Linked DNA regions of Mus musculus: region 2 is linked to region 1. Evidence: chromatin contacts called from public Hi-C data. All regions are on one chromosome and are shown on one strand. The core of a region is the stretch at or near the end of the contact, and the rest is flanking DNA. Distances in the headings are between cores, read along the strand shown.

What was found. Hi-C and Micro-C count contacts between places; a contact is called where the count stands out from the background.
Region 2: a contact with region 1 is called in a Hi-C map of uterus, with 2.4 times the contacts expected there. The contact joins two enhancer-like sites. A contact is called at or near these places in 3 of 484 Hi-C or Micro-C datasets (cerebral cortex, embryonic stem cells and uterus) and 1 of 9 other capture datasets (embryonic stem cells).

What each region holds. Positions count from the first base shown.
Region 1 is chr6:140,763,712-140,766,568 of GRCm38.p6, forward strand. All of the region lies in intron 4 of Gm30215 (a long non-coding RNA gene), which reads left to right. Among named protein-coding and RNA genes, the nearest start is that of Gm30215, 85 kb to the left of the region's middle. Within about 2 kb of position 1,385, at least 9 of the 459 cell types and tissues checked have an H3K27ac peak or open chromatin away from gene starts, as enhancers often do. A contact at or near this core is called in uterus, where this site is marked.
Region 2 is chr6:140,895,857-140,898,937 of GRCm38.p6, forward strand. No RefSeq gene overlaps it. Among named protein-coding and RNA genes, the nearest start is that of Gm30524, 58 kb to the right of the region's middle. Within about 2 kb of position 1,510, at least 12 of the 459 cell types and tissues checked have an H3K27ac peak or open chromatin away from gene starts, as enhancers often do. A contact at or near this core is called in uterus, where this site is marked.

The DNA of each region.
Region 1 (2,857 bases), core at 135-2,634:
TGCCTGTGTGCCCAGAGTGCCCTGAAAAAATAGGAAGTGATATATGTGGGCAGTATTTTAACCTGAGATACAACACAAATCTGAACTAGCCCTAGGTCTGAGTGCCTTTTACCATAGATGACTTGTGGTGTCTCCAGGACAGAGTGGCTTGCTTACAGGGCCTCTTGCCCTCCACATTGATTGTTGTGAGTAACTTGGTGGAAACTCGTGATTGGTGGTTCTCTGCACTCTGGTGGCTGTGGGACAGCGTCACAGCCTTGCTGTTAGTATTTTGGCACACAAAGTGGCTAACCTACTGTATAACTTACTTGTTTGTATTCACATTCGCACATAAGCAACAACGGTCAATGTCATCTTTGAGCAGAAGACCGGGGAGAGCTCTGCTTTCTTCTACACATTCTTTGCCTCTGCTGATGTCTGAGCTCACTTAGAACACATCAGCTATCTGACTTACGATTTCAATGGTTGACTTTTCCATATAATTCTGCAGAATTATCTCCTGAGAAAATAATACCTTTGAGGCCAAGACTCAGCAAGCTGTCATAATATTTTCATTGTCTTACTAGGCAAAGAGTCAGCAAGCTCTCCAAGGATGGTGCTGCTGTTTCCTGGCTTCTTGGCAATACTGAAACTCATCTCTCTGGAGCAGTTATGTTTCTCTAGGTACACACTCTCTACAAACTGGACTTTATGTGACCTTTTGCATAAATAGCAGTGATATTACATCTGGGTGTGATGTGCCTATCTATAATCCCAGCACTTGAGAGTGTGAGGCAGGAGGATGGCTGTGAGTTCAAAGACACTGTGGGCTACAGACTGAGTCCTTGGTGAGCCAGGACTGTAGAGTGAGACCCCCTTCCAAGAAACCACAACAGAGGACCATAAGAGATTGCTCAGTGGTCACAACACAAGCTGCATAGGTCTAACAACCCGAGTTCATCCCCAGAACCCAAGGTGGAAGGAAGGACAGACCGGCTCTGTAAGTCTGTCCTCTGACCTCCAGATGTGGAGTGTGGGATATAGACACCTTTACACATGCAAACGTAAACTGCTAATAAATAAAGTATAGGAAAAAGAAACAAGATTGTATAAGATTATTCCACTTGTCTCCCACACCTCCGTAGGATCATGCTGAGCAACATTCTGCCAGTGGAGTGAGTTGTCCTGGAATTGCCTCAGATTTAATTGACTAAGAAAGTAAATTAAAAAAAAAAATCTGCTTTTTTGTGATACGTTTTCTGGGCAAATCCAGAGACAGGGAGATTGCCCTTAAAAGGGAGTTTTGTATGAAGGAGTTTTTTCGGGGGAGTAGGAAACTCAAAGTGTTCCTGGTGGCTGAAATGGTGATGTCACAGGACTCCTGTGAAGTCTCACAGGAAATGGTTTCGGCTGGACTTAACTCTGCTGGTTGGAGTCCGATTAGGGCGGAGAATTATGCTTGAATCTGGGGTTGGACTTTTCATCCAAGTTCTTTCTTTTTCTTTGTTTTTAAATTCACCAACTGATCCCTGTTGGTGGAGTTGCCGCTCAGGTTGCAACTGTTAAACTAAGGAAATTTGATAATTGACACTATGTTTAGAATACAAACGCCCCACATCTGCCAGCATCTGCCTGTGTGTATGCGCAGACGAAGACTGGGTCAGTGATGTCAGTGGAGTGTCTTTCTCAGTTGCTGTCTACTTTATTATCAGAGGCAGGGTTTCTTCCAAAACTAGAGCTCTCTTTAACTAGGCTGTTTGGCCAATGAGCTCCATGCATTTGCCTGTCTCTGCCTCCCCACTGCTTGAATTACATGTCTACTCTGCCATACCAAGACTTTTGTAGGTGCTGGAGACCCAAGCTCAGGCCATCATGTTGGCCCAACAAGTATTTTACACAGTGAATCATCTCCATTGTCCTTAGCTTCTTAAGGAACACTTAGAGAAAATACCTTTGGCTTTTGACACCTTCACTGTTGTGGTGTGTTGTGGATAGTCCTGGTGCTGTTTGTATTTTGATGCTAATTCTGCTTCCCCAGGAGGGGCTGCGGATGATGGTTGTATCACCAGTGACTTCTTGTAAACCTGCTCCCCACCTGGTAAAATAAAGGCTAGGGCCGGTGACTGGGCAGTGGAAGGGAAGGTGGAGCTGAAAAGTTTGGTGGAGAAGGAGGAGAGGAGAGAGAGAGAGGACAAGGAGGAGAGAGAAGGAAGGAAAACGGAGGAAGAGGAAGATGCTCTAGATTCAGTGTGGCGTTAAATAGCCACAGGTAGCCATGAATATATCATAAAAGGATAGAATAATTGGGATAACTTGTCTAATCTAGGTGGGCAGCTTGTATCATTATCAGTTGGCTCTGAAATTGCTGTGTGGGCATCTTGTGAATTGAGAATTTACTGATATATAAATCTGACTGACTAATTCTAAGCTTCTAGAGTTTTGATTTACTGGGCTAAGGGGATTTGTGACAACTAGCCGCAGGGGGTGGATGGCTGAGAAGGTACAGGCAGCTCTGAGGCAGATAAACCAGAGCTGGGAAGACTGCATCATGGCTAGGCTAGAGGTGGAGAGACATGGGCAGAGTAGCTGGGTATAGTGTGGGATGGTGCATTTTAAAATATTTCCTGCAACAGTAGTGTGAAGAACAAATACATCTTTAGAGTAATGTTTTGTGTGTTTTTAGCATTTAGACAAGAGACTTTTTCCACTTAAACTGGACGTCAAGTGACTGAAATCTTCAAAGTCTTCATCAAAACGGTATAGACTCAAATTTTGGAAGTTACTAGAAATTTCACAATGAGAAGATGCTATTAGAGCACCTAGCCAGAAGGTGGCGATCTTACCTTTGTGCTCATAGAAAACAGTGTGTCCGTGACGA
Region 2 (3,081 bases), core at 260-2,759, 130 kb after region 1:
CTGATGAGGGCAGCACTACGAGAACAGTGATCAGGAACATAGACCCCGTGCTTGCGCTCTGTGTAATAAGATGGACCTAGAATCCAGATCCCGTTCCAAGGTTTTCTCCTTTCAGAGTGGAGCCACGCAGACCCCCACTGTCTCCTGTATTTGTTGAGTCACTGTGTTGTTTTGATAGCACAGGACTTGACAGAATGAGGTAGGAATTTTATGATCACAAGTCTTCAGTGTGGCATCCTCAGTCACTGGATGTTATTGTCGCAGATTTATACCCTAACCCCCTTGATGCAATTACCCTATTGCAGACTTCAGTACAACCAAGAAAAAGTCACTTCCCTTGGGCCATTACTTTAAAATATATCACACTCTGGCCTTCCTTCTTGTTAAGCTTCATATGGTCTGTGAGTTGTATTGTGGGTATGTGGAGCTTTTTGGCTAATATCCACTTACCAGTGAGTGCATACCATGTATGTCCCTTTGGGTCTGGAAATAACATCCTCACTCAGGATGTTATTTTCTAGTTCCACCCACTTGTCTGCAAAATTTGTGATGTCTTCATTTTTATAGATGAGTAATATTCCATTGTGTAAATGTATCACATTTTCTCTATCTGTGGCTCGTGCTACATATGACTGCCTTATCTAGCCCCAGTGGGAGGGGATGTGCTTGGCCCTGTGGAAGTTTGATGCTCCAGAGAAGGGGAATGCTAGAGGAGTGAGGAGGGAGTGGGTAAGCACCCTCTTATAGGCAAAGGGAAGGGGGCATGGGGTTAGGGGTCTCATGGAGGAGGGACTGGGAAGGGGTACAACATTTGAAATGCAAATAAATAAAATAATTACTAAAAATATATATACAACAACAGAAGAACTCACAACTAAAATCTTTGCAGTTTAAGTTCTTATTTTATGTATATGGTTATTTTGCTTGCATACATGTCTGTGTACTATTGTACATCTATGGTCCTGTGCACCATGTAGATGCCTGGTGCCCTCAGAAGCCAGTAAGGGGGTGGGGTGTCAGCTTCCCTGGAACTGGAGTTACAGACAGCTGTGAGTTGCCATGTGGATGCTAGAACTTGAACCCAGGTCCTCTCGAAGAGCAGTCAGTGCTTTTAACCACCGAGCCCTCTCTCCACCCCCTGGGCATTTATTAATGGGGCAGGTTTAGTTAATTGTACAGATTGACCTTCAGAAATAATGCTTATAAATTTGAGGGTAAAGTTTCAGTACGAATCTAACAAATGTGCCTAAGGATAACCCAATTGAATTTTAATGCAGAAGCCACGGAGGAAACTGTTACTCCTTGCAAAACTATGTGCCCGGGCTGCTTCTGAATCCCTATGTTGATGGCTGTCTTAGGAAGCCTGGAGGAATTCCCATGAGTTTGCCTGTTGTTATTCCAAGTCTGCTTCTTGGGAAAGCATGCCAGCAAGAGGACACTGGGGAAGACAGCCAGGCGGGGCTGCAAACCTGGTATGTTTGAATGTTGCTACGGCAGACATGCAAATAAACAACAAGGAACTGCAGGGGGAAACATTTATCCTCTGACGGAGAAATAATCGACCCCAGTAGGACACAGTAGGAGGTGCCATAACTCAGCCCGACCGGGAGCAAGGAGTCCCTGGGCTTATGTATGTCATGGCCTCCTCCTCTTCCATTTATAGATGAAGAAATGCCGAATGAGAGAAATTAAGTGGTGTGTGCAGTTCGGTAGTGGCAGGTTTAGGATGGAGGCCAACTTTCCTCGCTCATCACTGCAGCCTGATTTCTTCTGTACCAAGGCTGAAAGGGCAGAAAAAGTTTTGGAAACTATTTGTTCTTTTTTTTTTTTTTTCTTGCTCTTTGTCCTGTTTCCTTATGCAAAATGCCAGCACACACCTTGGTGGTGAGGGGATGGGAGGAGCTATTGGTAATGCTGAAACAAGCCTTCCATGTGGTTGGCAGAAACTTGAATTTTCCCTCTTTCTGTTTCCCAGGCTACCCATGTTTCCTGGCAAATGTTGTCCCAGGAAGCTTTGGGGTGATTCTGGATTTTAAAGCACACACTTTCTCTAAGTGTTCTACGCTACTGCCCCAGTTGCATCTTGGCTTCATATATCAACCTATTTCCCCCAAAGTTTGACTAATAGTGGAGATTTCTATGTTCCTGTCAGGTTGAAGACTTCTGGGTGTATAGTTAGCCTAACACAGGTCCTCTCATATATTACATCCCAACTATAGTTCCTCTCCCACCCCCTCTACGAGTCTCACGCCCTCCTCCTCAACCTCCCCTTCCTCCTGGATTCACCCTCTTCACTTCTCCTCAGAAAAGAGCATGTCTTTTAGGATCATACCACGTAACAAGCTACAATAAGGCTAGGCACATACCATCACATCAAGGCTGGATGAGGCAACCCAATCAAAGAAAAAGGGTCCCAAAGGTAGGGTGTAAGGGTGAGCAACAGCCCTCGCTTCCACTGTTAGGAATCTCACAAGAGCACTGGCTAAACAACCATAACATATATGTAGAGGACCTAGGTTAGATTCATACAGCTTCCCTGATCTCTATGAGCCAGCTCGAGTCCTGGTCAGTTGCTTCTGGGGGCCATGTTCTTGTGGTGTCCTTGACCTTTCTGACTCCTCCAACTCTCCCTCTTTCACAGGTCTCCCACAGTTCCACCTGATATTTGCCTGTGGGACTCTGCGATGCTCCCATCAATTGCTAGATGAAGTCTCTCTGATGACGACTATGCTAGACTCCTTTCCCCGCACATCCTGCAGGCATGATACACTTTAGGTTGGAGGTTTTGTGACTGTGTTGGTGTTCCAGTCCTTCCACTTGAGGCCTTGCTTGGTTACAGAGGATAGCCAGTTCAGGCTCCGAATCCCCTATTACTAGGAGTCTTCACTAATGTCACCCTCGTAGACTCCAGGGGATTTCCATTGCAACAGGCAGAACGCCAATTTTGTGGACTCAAGACAAGGTCAGTTACAGAGTTTCCTTCCCTCATGGAGGGAGGTCCTGTGTAGAGGAGTGGGCCCAGTGAAAGTGTGCAGAGGAACACAGAGCTACTTATGAACTCCTGCTTGGAGGACCCTACCA